Linked DNA regions of Oryctolagus cuniculus: region 1 is linked to region 2. Evidence: chromatin contacts called from public Micro-C data. All regions are on one chromosome and are shown on one strand. The core of a region is the stretch at or near the end of the contact, and the rest is flanking DNA. Distances in the headings are between cores, read along the strand shown. Region 1 holds the start of TM9SF4 (transmembrane 9 superfamily member 4). Region 2 holds the start of ASXL1 (ASXL transcriptional regulator 1).

Region 1 (3,707 bases), core at 314-2,813, 210 kb after region 2:
TAAATTATAACCTCTTTAAAACCTCGGAACCGGGCATAAAATTCCCTAGTGCAATGTTATAAATACCTCTCTGTATTGTACTTTTTCCCTATGGCAAGAGAGGGTGTGACTTCCTGTTACGTTCTTACCCCATCCTTGTTCCGAATGTGGCACAGAAAAAAATGGGCTTCAAACGCCACTTTGGGGATTTGCCCCACACTTGGTTCAGCTAAGACCACAGCAGCCTGACCTCTGAAGCTGTATATAAGAAATTCTTCCTTGAACAAGAAAGCCCAGTTCCCAGTCAGTTAACAGGAGGGAAACCCGTCACCAGAAACAGACTTGGAGACAACCAACACGCAAGAATTTAAGCAAGAGTCTTCCTTTGCTAAAGCCAAATGTCACTTCCTGGCCTCTGACGCTCCCCCGTCACTTCCTCCCAGAATGGAATTATCTGCTGTGGAAGCGACATGCTGGAGCACCCAGGAAATAAACCACTCTGCACTAAGCAACTGCAATGTTAGTTCTGGTCCCTCCACAAGCGAATGAGAGTGGCAGCCCGCAGGTGCCAGAGGCGTTCGCAGGTTCACTGAACCGCTTGTACAAGAGCAGATGCCCGGGCATCCCCAGCCACCACCACAGCACCGGCACTGGCAGTGGGACTCAGGAGCCTGCATTTATAACATGCCCCCCCCCCCCCCCCCCCCGGGATTCGCAGGCGTAGTAAAGTTTGGGAAGCAGTGGGATGAAAGATCCCTAGGAGAGAAACAGCTAACTGGGAAAAGACAGGAGGGGCGGGGGGGAACGAGGGATGGAAGACGGGGGTGCTACAGGTGAGGGCATTTGCTCTGGGATAGTGGCAGTCGGGACAGCTGAGGCCGAAGGTGAGGCCAGGGCTCCGGCTGGGAGGCTGGTGACAGGCGCGGATTCTTGCGCCGACAGGTCAGGATGGTGGGCAGGCGGGGAGAGCAGGGTCTGCATGTGAGGGGGAAAAGCGAGTGTGGAGATAATGGGGAGTTCTTTGGAGGAGTCGGAGCAGGAGGGTGCAGCCGCGGGGACCAAAGTAGGAATGGGTACAGGCGGAGGCAGTAGACGAGGACTCCCTCCGAAACGGCGCCTCCCCCAAAACTCGGGGCCTTGACAAGCCTGACGGCGGGGCTCAGCCGCGGGAGGGAGATTTTCTGGGAGGCAACCCCACTCAGGGGTAACCTGAGCCAGGGGTTCCGGGCGTGGCTTTGGGCCAGGCATGGGGCGCCGGAAGGTCCCGAGGTACCCTTTGGAAAGCCCTGCTCCAGCTCCGGCTCCCGGAGTCTCCTTCACTCACCATCGCCACCGCCATCTTGGATCCACGTGTCGCCGTGATGACGTCGGCGGAAGTGGTGTTCCCCGGGTTACAGAATTTAACTCAGTGAGGCGATCTCCCGGTTTCAGTCCACTCTGTGGTCGCGGTCAGCGGAGTGGCATAGTAAGCTTAGCCCCAGCTCGGCAGCCTGATGTGGGTACAAGTGGCTGTTTAGGCGAAGAGAGAAGGCTGTGTAAGTAAGGGAACCATATTAGCTCCTGGCGGAAGCTACTCCCCACTCCCGCTGCATTGTGGGCCATAGGGGCGTGTGGAAACGCGCTGGCTCTGTGGGCGCCATCTTTATTATTGGCGGGACGACCCGTTACCAGGGTTACCTGCGACTTCGATTTGGACGGATGAGGTTAGCACCTGGGCTCCAAAAGCAGCCCCACTCCGAGAATGATTTGTAATTACGTATTTAATTATTTACTTAACTATCTTATATACTAGCTGATGGACTTTAATTCTTATGAGGGTAGGAAGTTGGCTTTTATTTAACCTTGCTCTGCCTCACTTTTATCTACATAATGGGAAGGGAGCTTTTGTACTTGAGTGTAGGCTTACCATGAGGAGTCCCTAACATAGGGTGTACGTCTAACAACATAGGATGTATCCAGTAAGTCACAGCCACTGTATCCTTATGTGTACTCCAAGCATATGGTAGGTGCCCAATAGGACACTCTGTTTATCAAGCCAATGAAGGAAACTGCATGTGGGGTGGAGGGAGACATCTTTGAATGTGGCCTTCATCCTGTGCTAGGAAGCTGGGTGTGTGCGTGGAGACAAGTCTCTCAAACTTCCTAAGCCTTAGTTTCCAATATATATAGAGACCCAAAGAATCACAGTACTAAGATGAGAAGACTTCAAAGGTCACTTGCTGTATGTATGTTGCTTTAAGCTAGATTCAGTACCAGGCTAAGCTGTCTTAGTGTGTTTCAAAAGGTTGTTAAGGGGGGCTGGCTAGCAGGTAGGGCCACTGCCTGCAGTGCTGGTATCCCATATGGGCGCTAGTTCAAGTCCTGGCTGCTCCACTTCCTATCCAGCTCTCTGTTATGGCCTGGGAAAGCAGTAGAAGATGGCCCAAGTCCTTGGGACCCTCACCCATGTGGGAGACCTGGAAGAAGCTCCTGGCTCCTGGCTTTGGATCTGCACAGCTCCGGCCACTGCAGCCAAATAGGAGTGAACCAATAGATGGAAGACCTCTCTATCTCTGCCTCTCCTTCTCTCTCTGTGTAACTCTGACTTTCAAATAAATAAATCAATTTTTTTAAAAAAAAGGTTGTTAAGGGAACAATGATTACTAACAATAATAATCAGTGTTTGCTGTGTGCTACAACATGTAGCATTGTGCTAAAACAGTTTATAAGAGTCTTTTTTTATAAAAAGATTTATTTATTAAAGAGGCAGAGGCAGAGAGGGAAAGAGAGATCTTCCATCCACTGGTTCATTCCCAAGGTGGCTGCGGCAGCCAGAGCTAGCTGATCCAAAGCCAGGAGACAGGAACTTCTGGGTCTCCCACAGGGTGCAGGGGCCCAAGGACTTGGGCCGTCTTCTGCTTTCCCAGGCCATAGCAGAGAGCTGGATCAGAAGTGGGGCAGCCGGGACTTGAACCAGCTCTCATATGGGATGCTAGCACCGCAGAAGGCGGCTTTACCTGCTACGCCACAGCACCGGCCCCCTCATAAGAGTCTTACCTAATTCTGCCTCTTGGCAGGGGACAGTTGAGCTCTGATCTCCAACTATGGACGCCCTTGTGGTGGATTTTCTGTGAAGATAGCTGCCCACAACTACTCCCATGTTTGCAGGAACATTTTTCCTGCAGAGAGTAGACTGTTTCTCCTGTTGAAACTGGCTGGTCACATCACTTGCTTTGACTAGTAGAATGTGGGAAAACTAACTTTCAGTTCTAAGTCTGGGCCTTAACCCATTAAGTCCCAAGTTTTCAATTTTGTGAATATTTCAGTGACATAATATTTATTTCAAAGTTACCATACGTCATTTACTTATTGCCCAAATTAAATTTTTACAGTGTCCTATATTTAGAATATCAGGACATGATGGGTTGAGAGACGTAGCAGCTTCTGTTTCCACTCCATTGGAGGTAAAGAAGTTTGATTACCCTGCTGGAGAGCTGCACGGAGAGAGGGAGGCCCAGGCAGCTCCTCAGGGTGTTCTGGAAACTCCAGCTGAGCGCTTTCCATGTAAGCACAGCCGTTGGGGACAATCTAACTCTCGCTGAATTGCCGGCCAAATGTAGCCTTGTGAGTAACCTCATCAGCGCCACGTGGGGAAATAACGGCCCAGGTGTTGTAGTTCGGTGACTTGTAGTTCGGGTGACTTGTCAGGCAGTGGATCACTGACATAGCCTTCAGCTCTTGTGACCACA
Region 2 (3,649 bases), core at 350-2,849:
ACGTGAGGCAGAAACTCACTTTCAGTAAGAAGATAAATTGGAAGGCTGGGTTTCACTCATTAAAAGTAAATTATGGCAATCAGGATAAACTACAGGTGTCAACAGCCACGTACCCTATCTGCGCCCAGACGGCACTCCGTGCCAGTTCCGGGGAAGTGACATCTCTAACTACTGTCATCTGCGAGACTCTGTAACATGTCTCCAGGCGTCTGGGCCTCGAGGGTGCAAATCCAAAAGGAAGACATTTCACTCGGAAGTCCCCCGACTGGAAATTCACAGCGCCCCTCCCCGGGCAGCTCCAGGACTCCCGTTACTCCCGCCTGTGCAGCATCTCCAAACAGGGACACCGCGTCTTTGTGCAACACCCATTCCCTGCAAAGTGCACTCAGGCTCGGCTAGGAGCCTCTGAAGACGCACGCTCCGGCCAGGGCTCCTCCAGCGGCCCGCGGCCCACCTGCCCGCAGTCCCCGGGAAGCCGCGCACGGGGAGATTCTCACGCTCCCGACACCTCCCCCGGGGCCGCTCAAGTTTGAGAACCAGCGCGCAGGGTTCGAGTACCGAGTGAAACCCTCGCTGGCCTCCACAAACCTGGCTTAGCCCAGGCGGGCTCACAATGCCACTGGCGTCCTTGAAACGGGGGGCATTTTCCGACCCCCGGACCCAACCACGCCAACCCCGCCTACCCCCCAGGAAGCGGAGGAGGGGCTTCTGCCCCTTCCCGAAACCTAACTCCCCCGGGCGAATTAACGGCGCTTCTTCCGCAGACCCCCAGACGCTGCCCGCGGTGGGGGAGGGGAGGCTGGGGCCCCGCCGCCCGGAGGGGGAGGAGCCGCCCGCCAGCTCGCCCCTCCGCAGGAATTCAGGGGGGGCGTGCAGAAAAAGGCGCCACAGCCCGTCCCGGCGGGGGACCGCTCCCCACCCGACGCCCGCACCGGGGGTGGGGTGGGGGTGTCGTCCGGTTCCTACGGCAAGGGCGGCCCCGCCCCCTCGCGCGGTGGGCAGGGCCTCACCCCTCCCCCGCCCAGCGGGGGGTGCGCGGACAGCCCACCCCCCACGCCCCCCACGGAGCCCCGGCGGCTGCCTGCCTCACCAGGCGCGCGGCCTCGGCCCACGTGCGCTCCTTCTTCCTCTTCTGTTTGTCCTTCATCCTCCTCCTCCTCCCCGGCGGCGGCGGCTCCACGCGGGACCTCCGGGCGGGGCGGGCTGGGGCGGCGGCGGCGCGGGGCTGGGCCGGCGGCGGCGGCGGGGGGCGCGTGGCGGCGGCGGCGGCGGCGGCGCGCGAGGACTCGGGTGCGGCCGGGGAGACGGAGCGGGTGCTTGGGGACCGGCTGGCGCGAGACCCGGCGCGAGGGCGGCGGTGGGGGAGGGGCGGCGGCGGCTCCACGCGCCCGCGCTGCGTCAGTCACCCACGGCGGCGGCGGCAACAGCCCCGCGATCGCTAAGGAATGCGGCGGCTCCGCATAACCACGGGGTCAGAGGTCACGGCTCCGGCCTCCGGTTTCCCGCTCTGCTGAGGGACGGAGACAGGACTGGCGGCGGGGCGGGATGGCGCGGCGCGGCTTTCTCTTCGGCGCCCGGGTGCGTGCGTGTCCGCCGTGGGTGTGTGAGAGTGTGTGTGAAGAGTGAGGAGGGGGAGTGTGGGGTTTTTTTTTTTTGAACAAAAACAAACCGAAAGGGCGGCTGGGAGTCGTAGTCCCGGCAGCCTCCCTGGCCTCCCCCGCTCCGGAAGGGTATGGCTGCGCGAAGGCCTCGGACCACAGTTCCCGGCATGCCCCGAGGCCATCTTTTCCGCCCTCCCCCTTCCGTCCCCCGCTTCGCGCAGAGCTCGGTAAGCAACGGGGGGGCGGGGGAGCCGAGCAGTCGTTCGGGGAAGGGACTGGGCGGAGTCTCGCGAGGTGCGGGAACTGGCTGGGCCCCGAGGGATTCTGGGAGGTGATGCTGGGAAGGGGCGGTGGCTGGTCGCCCCCTACCACGCTTAACCCGTTCGGCGCTTTTCGCGGTGGGGCCGGCGAGCCGGTGAGGGTGGGGACCGAGGGCCGGCAGCTCCCGCTCACCCACATTTCTCGTAGGTGACGAGAGGCAGGACTTTCCCTTTTGGTCCGCCCCTAAATGACTCAGAGCCGCATAATAATGAGAAAAGACACTCATAGCGGTGAAACGGTTGCCCCAGGATTGGCGGGCCCAGCCAGGTGTCCGTTTCCTGCCGGGCTTCCGCGCCGCTGTCGGCGGGGGCCGCACCCACAGCGCAGAGCGCCAGGTGCTGGACGCCGGGACCTCGCTGACCGGTAGGCGCCTGAGTGGCCTTTTTAGAGGCAGTAAGTACCCTGGAGAGAGCTCAGGGCCTGCGGCCCGGCGAGGGGCTCCGCCTCCCCGAGCCTGAGTTTTCTGATTTGCATTAGTCTAGTATCTCACAGCGTCAGTGGGAGTAAAGTGAACGTAAAACACCTGGGAGATGGCAGGGGGGCCTTCACATCGTTGGGTCCATGTGATTTGGCTCCTGGCTAGCACCGAGCAAATGTTCAATAAATGGCAGCTGTGCCTACCAACCGAGCGGCTGCGGGCCGAGTACCAGCCTCACTGAGCCTGGGCGCGATGAGCTGCAGCGCTCTGCGGCACACAGGCTCTCTGTGGTTATTTGTTTACCAGTGTCCAGCTGCTTTTCTTGAATCAGTTCTGAATTGAATTAATGGCCAGCTCTTTAAAAGAAGACTTGTGAAAGCAAGGTGGGCGCTGCCTTTGAAAAGTGTTTCTGGCTGAGGAAACACACCCTCCACTCTGTCCTGTTGGCCGGCGGGAGAGGGCCAGGGCTGGCGGGAGACCGTGACCATGCAGCCCTCCCGCTAACCCCGAGGGCTACAGTGGTCCTGCCCTAACACTGGCCACACAGAAGCCTCTCAGTGGCCAGCAAACAGGGCCCTGCGAGTGAGCAGAGAGTAGAAGAAGCAATAAGGCACTGTTATTTTGAGGATTTTTTTTTAATTTATTTGAAAGAATTCACAGAGAAGGGGTAGAGCCTTCCACTTGCTGGTTCACTCCCTAAGTGGCTGCAACAGCTGGGGCTGGGCCTGGGCCAAGCCAGAAGCCTGGAATTCCATCCCACTCTGCTATTTTCTGCTGCTTTCCCAGGTGTGTTTGTAGGGGGCTGGATTGGAAGTGGAGCAGCTGGGAGCCAGAACGGTCCCCACGTGGGATGCTGGAGGCGCAGGCAGTGGGTTACCCCGCTACGCCACGACACAGGCCCCAAATGCTTTAGATCTTCTAACTTCACCTCATGAGGGAGGGAGAAGGAACAGCCCTCCCCTCCAAACCACCTGACTCAATTTTGTACCAAGGCTGTTTCGATTCACAGTTGACAAAGTAGTCTAAGACAAGTCATTTGGCCTGTTTCAAACGTCTGGTTTTTGGTTTTTTTAAGATGGGCAGAGAGTGCACTCTCATCTGCTGGTTCATTTCCAAAACGCTGACAACAGCCAGGACTGGGCCAGGCCAAAGCCCCGAGCTGAGAACTTGGTCTGTATTCCCCAGGTTCTTGAGCCAACCTGCTGCCTCCCAGGCTGCACGTCAGCAGGGACTGGACTCTGAGGTAGAGCTGACTAACTGAACTCAGGCCTTCCCGTGTGTGACGCAGCTGACCACTGAACGCAGGCCT

The links. A called contact is a pair of places that touch in the nucleus more often than the background predicts.
Region 1: a Micro-C map of ear pinna shows a contact between it and region 2, with 5 times the contacts expected there. The contact joins the promoter of TM9SF4 here to the promoter of ASXL1 in region 2. A contact is called at or near these places in 3 of 6 Hi-C or Micro-C datasets (ear pinna, psoas muscle and an unstated tissue).

Annotation. Positions count from the first base shown.
Region 1 is chr11:25,678,239-25,681,945 of mOryCun1.1, forward strand. TM9SF4 (transmembrane 9 superfamily member 4) reads right to left here and starts at 1,564. Exons shown (of 18, transcript XM_008256154.4): 1 at 1,304-1,564. The coding sequence starts at 1,318. It overlaps LOC103348205 (a long non-coding RNA gene), which reads left to right and starts at 1,378. Exons shown (of 3, transcript XR_007919331.2): 1 at 1,378-1,514.
Region 2 is chr11:25,469,440-25,473,088 of mOryCun1.1, forward strand. It overlaps ASXL1 (ASXL transcriptional regulator 1), which reads right to left and starts at 1,600. Exons shown (of 13, transcript XM_051845105.2): 1 at 1,091-1,600. The coding sequence starts at 1,147. It overlaps LOC127490962 (a long non-coding RNA gene), which reads left to right and starts at 1,694. Exons shown (of 2, transcript XR_011379948.1): 1 at 1,694-1,828; 2 at 2,070-3,649.